Linked DNA regions of Capra hircus: region 1 is linked to region 2. The links are chromatin contacts, called in public Hi-C maps. All regions are on one chromosome and are shown on one strand. The core of a region is the stretch at or near the end of the contact, and the rest is flanking DNA. Distances in the headings are between cores, read along the strand shown.

The links. A called contact is a pair of places that touch in the nucleus more often than the background predicts.
Region 1: a Hi-C map of blood shows a contact between it and region 2, with 4 times the contacts expected there. The contact joins the enhancer-like site here to the promoter of ID2 in region 2. A contact is called at or near these places in 2 of 5 Hi-C or Micro-C datasets (both in blood).

The regions. Positions count from the first base shown.
Region 1 is chr11:89,251,620-89,254,319 of ARS1.2, reverse strand. No RefSeq gene overlaps it. Among named protein-coding and RNA genes, the nearest start is that of RNF144A, 380 kb to the left of the region's middle. Within about 2 kb of position 1,264, at least 2 of the 5 cell types and tissues checked have an H3K27ac peak or open chromatin away from gene starts, as enhancers often do.
Region 2 is chr11:88,212,772-88,215,471 of ARS1.2, reverse strand. ID2 (DNA-binding protein inhibitor ID-2) reads left to right here and starts at 1,336. Exons shown (of 3, transcript XM_005687031.3): 1 at 1,336-1,893; 2 at 2,214-2,277. The coding sequence starts at 1,546. The coding sequence ends at 2,270.

The sequences.
Region 1 (2,700 bases), core at 15-2,514, 1.0 Mb before region 2:
GTCAGCTCAGTCTGGCCTCCTGGCGCCAGGGATCCCGAAGGCTGCAGACCCCCGGCAGGAGGGATAGAAGCAGTTCCTGGCCCAGAGCTCGCTGCCCTCTCTCCGGAACTGTTTTTTCTCCGCCGCTCTCTGAAAGCCTTATTGATTGCTCAAAGTGAACTGCCTCAGCCCACGGTTTCCTCAACCCCCAGAGCAGCTTGCATTTCCTCTGACGTGGCCTCTGTCCTCTCCCCTCCCCCAGGAGGCCTGGGGTTTTTACATTTCAAATCCTTGACAGCTGGGTGAACTTCTGCTTCCGCCAGAAGAAGGACCCTTTGCTGTTCACAATGGCCGGCCAGTGGCACCGGGGCTATTTTATCTCCAGCTGTGAGAGAGGCTTTTTCAAACGGCCGGGAGAAGCTGCTGTCCAGCTGCGGCACCTCGCCCTCTCGCGGGGCTCTGCATGTTAATCAGCGGCCTCTCACTGCGGCGTTTGTGGGGCGGTGGCAGGTGCGCGCCTTCCCCCAGCCGCCCGAGCATCCCCGGAGGCCTTCCGCTCAGGCAGGTGAGCCCAGGCGTGACGTCATCGCAGGTGTGAGCTCCACGCGCCTGAGCGCGGCCAGGTCCATCTTGGTGCCCTCAGGTGTCCCAACCCACGTCTCTGCTCTGAGTCAGCTCTAAGGTGTAGGGCTTCTCACATGGTGCATAAAGCCAGAATCCTGGACACACTGGAGAAATACACACGAGACACTCGGAAGGTGACAAACAAACCTGGACAAACCCAAGTGCATGCCCTGATTCTGTCCGCTGGCTGGATGACTTCCGGGAGCACCCAGCTTCTCCCCACTTCTCCCCACTCAGCTTCACACCCACTATGCATTCCCTGCCCAGCGCCTTTGCTCAGCCCAGTCCCTGGTTTGGAAAACTTTCTGCATCCATACAACTGTCCCCGTCTGTTGAATCTCATTCATCTTTAGAATCCTGGCTTAACTGGCTGTGCTTTCCAAACTTTTCCCAAACTTTCTGGGTAGCCATGGTGCTTCTCCAGGGTATTTTGCTTCTCTTTAATATAAATAGCAAGGATTCATAATCATTGAGTTTTTACTAAGTATCAAGTGCCAGTGTCTTTCAGGTCCATCCATCTCCTAGTCCTCTCAACATAGGGCTTGGTTTGAATCATTATTTTACACACAGAACCAAGGCACAGAGACCTGCCTATGTTGGCTGGGCACTGGCAAGGCCTCCGTAGGTATGGGGCGGTGGCAGGTGCGCGCCTTCCCCCAGCCGCCCGAGCATCCCCCGAGGCCTTCCGCTCAGGCAGGTGAGCCCAGGCGTGACGTCATCGCAGGTGTGCGCTCCATGCGCCTGAGCGTGGCCAGGTCCATCGTGGTGCCCTCAGGTGTCCCAACCCACGACTCTGCTCTGAGTCAGCCCTAAGGTATAGGGACGACCCCACTGCATTATCGAGTGCGACTGCCCCTCATGCAGCTGAAGATACCTCCCTCCTAGTCCTGGATCTCCCTGAGGACTGGGTCCTGGTGACATTCATCTTTGTGTGCTCTGCAGTGCCTACCCTTGTAGACATGGAAGAATACATGGGCCCGAGAGAGAGTGGCACCCATACCACACCCGGAACTATAGTCCAAGCTTCTGTGTCAAGTATCTGTGGATGCCACCCAACCATCCAGCAAGAAGCGTTTTGGCATCTCCACCCTGAATATTCATTAAAAGGAGTGATGCTGAAGCTGAAGCTCCAATACTTTGGCCACATGATGTGAAAGGCCAACTCACTGGAAAAGGCAGGAGAAAGGGGCAACAGAGGATCAGATGGTTGGATAGCATCACTGACTCAATGGACAGGAATTTGAGCAAACTCCAGGATATAGTGAAGGACAAGGAAGCCTGGCATGTTGCAGACCATGGGGTCACAAAGAGATGAACACAGCTGAGCAACTGAGTAACGGCAACAAATATGTGGGTTGGACTGGACAGTAGGAAGGAAATGTGTTAAAGCCTCTTTTCCTTGCACTTGTAACAAATACAGTTGCTCTTAAGTACAAATAAAGTATGTTCTACACAGAAACAATTATAATCTATAAGCTATTAGTACTAGTGAAAGACTTCATATATTGATTGAATAAATATATATTCAGTGTGAGAGTGGTTATAGTGGGTATCCCAGGTACAGCAATGAGTAACACAGAAAGTGCTGCCCTTGTGGGATCAGTCTTTAATTTAAAATATATTTATAATTTATCTGATGATGATAAATGATCTAGAGAACTATGAAGCCTAACAAATTGAATTATATATTTTAAAAAATGTATGTGGTGGATAGAGAAAGCCTCCCATCTGCGTAGAGCCTTGAAGGAAATATGGGAACCAGTGGACACGTGGGGAAGATCCTTCTAGTTTGGGAGGACATGAGTGTGAGTGGCCTGAGGGGTTTAGTATCGGTGTACCTGGTGTGCTGATCACAGCAAAGAAAAAAGTGAAGCCACAGGAACCAATGCAAGTACAACACCTGATGAGATGGAGGCAATAACGTGGGGCCAGATCGCGTAATACCTTGGAGCTCCTTGAAAGGTTTGGCTTTTACTCTGAGTGAGATGGAGGCAACCAGAGGGTTTGGAATATCCTACAATTCATCTTATAGAATTACCTTGTCTTCTTTCCTAAAAATACAGGGTGGTCAGTGCAGAAGCAAGGAATCAGTTAGGA
Region 2 (2,700 bases), core at 87-2,586:
TTCTGCCCTCCTTTTCCTTCTTAAAGGCCGAGGAGATGCAGATTGAGATAAAGTAAACAAGACACTTAAAAATAGAATGCTTTTTCAGACTTTCTAGTTTATTGTATTCTAGAAAAATGATTTTTAAAACACACAACTAACTTACTGTAGTCTTCCGTTAAGTTAGAATTATGTGTGAATTCACTGAAGAGGATTTGAGTAAAGAACTGCAAACTGTAGTTCTTAAAAGATTTCTAGAAAGAAAAATTTTTTAAAAGATGAGGGCAGGTGACACAACCTGAAGCTGCCTCCAGTACTGGTGCTAAGAAGATTCCCAACCTGGTACCTTATAGATTTTTTTAAAAACAGTGTGAAGATATTGACCGTGGCTAGGGCCACCTACCTGTACAAAACTTTAAAAATACAGCAGGCGCTAAAATGTGACACCAGAAATCATGATGTGTGCATAGCTAGTCACCTTGCTTTGCCACCGACACTGCAGAGCGGACCAGCAGCCTCTCAAGGGTAGTGTATGTAAATACAGCTTCAATATGCAAATACTCCTAATGATTTCCGATTAATAGCTTTATTATAATAGCCCTTCCCAGTGTTAGAGAAGGAACCCAGGAAGGGTCCCGCGCGTCTCGAGCTCCTTAGCGATCAGCACAGTTATCCAGTAAGTACTCACTTCACAGTTTACTATACTGTCTTCTGCGTTGCTCCGGGTTGCACGATCCCACACTTAAACCTGTCGTTGAAATGCGCGCGCGTGGGTGTTTTGGGGTTTGTTTTCATAAAGCTTTTCCTGATCTTAAGAGGCCGATCTCAATCTACAAACATCAGTTGTGGATGGCAAAGTTATTTGCGTTTTCCCTTTTTTCGGAAATGCTTTCCATAACGTCTTGATGACTTTCCGGGAGGAGCGGGGAACCGTGGTGGCTTTCCCCTTCTGCCCTGCAGACTCCGCGGGGGTGCTGTGATCTTAGTGATGCTGAAAGCTTGGAGGAGTAGCAGCCTCCGTCGGGGGGCACCTTTAGGGGGAGGGTCCCGCCTAGTGATCGGGATTGGGATTGGGGTGCCCACTTACGGTCCCGGGGTGTCCCCGCCCCCACCGCGTCCGCGCCCCGCTGCTCCCGTCGCTCGGCCGTCCCCCGGTCCCTGCCCACCCCCAGGTCCCCCTGGGCCCGGCGCTCACAGTACTCTATTTACCACCTCAGCTGGGCTGGCGCCCGTTCCGCCCACCCCCACGGCGATTGGCTGCGAACGCGGAAGGACGGAGCTCTCCCCTCGCGCCCGCACCTGCCAATGGGCGCGCCCGCCCGGCCTGATGGACGCGCCGCCTTCCACCAATGGGGTCGCGGGGAAGCCGGGTCGTGTGGCCCCGGCGAGCGCGTATAAAAGCCGCCGGGCCGGGCTCTCCGCTTCATTCTGAGCCGAGCGCGGTGCCGAGCGCGACGACCTTCGCAGGAGGCGGCGGCAGCGGCGGCGGCGGCGGCGGCGGCCTGAGCTTCGGGGCAGCCCGCTTCCCTCCTCCCAATCGCTTCGCTTCCCTTCCCCGCGATCAGCATGAAAGCCTTCAGTCCAGTGAGGTCCGTTAGGAAAAACAGCCTTTCGGACCACGGCCTGGGCATCTCCCGGAGCAAAACCCCAGTGGACGACCCGATGAGCCTGCTGTACAACATGAACGACTGCTACTCCAAGCTCAAGGAGCTGGTGCCCAGCATCCCGCAAAACAAGAAGGTGAGCAAGATGGAAATCCTGCAGCACGTCATCGACTACATCTTGGACTTGCAGATCGCTCTAGACTCGCACCCCACCATCGTTAGCCTGCACCACCAGCGACCCGGGCAGAGCCAGGCGTCCAGGACGCCGCTCACCACCCTCAACACCGACATCAGCATCCTGTCCTTGCAGGTAAGACCCGCTCCCCCCAGCGATGCTCGGGTAGAGCCGGTGTCAGGCGGCGGGCCCTAGTCGCTGACTTACAGACGGGCTAATAACTTTATCACTGTCCCTGTTAACAGTCATTAAAAAAAAACAAAAACAAATCTGCTGTGGAAGGAGTCGTGTGCGTGAAATTGTTATGACATGTGAATGCCTCTAAATCTGAATTCATAAACGTGGGTTTTTGGAACTTGCTGTTCAAAATTAAACTATTTTTTTTTTAAGAGGTTCTTTCTCCTTAAGGTTGTCTAACGTCTTGTGCCTTTCCCCCCCCCCCCTTTCTCTCGCAGGCTTCTGAATTCCCTTCTGAATTAATGTCAAATGACAGCAAAGCGCTCTGTGGCTGAATAAATGGTGAGTGTCTGCTTGTGTCCCCCGTTGGTGAACTGGCGCTTGGAGTGTGTGTGCGCGCGCGTGGGTACTTGCGTATCTGTAAAATTTGGGGGTTTGGTAAATGAACGTGTACTTCGTTGTGTTGCACGTAGTACATTGTTTACGCGTACTAGACATGAAGAGCCATCTAGCTCCTGTTACTCAAAATCCCAGAACGTTTTCTTTAAAAAAAAAAAAGAAAAGAAAAAATCAATGCCTGTAACTTACTCCCAAGGTGGTGAAGGAGAATACGTACTGGCTTCTTGTGCGCCTGTAACATGCCCCGGCTGTTTTCTGCTATTGCTCTGGTACTATGAGGTACTAACCTCCATATAATTAATCTTATCACCGCAAATTCCATAGGGATCCTCCTTCCCCAAAACTCCAGCCCCCTGGGATCGGCTA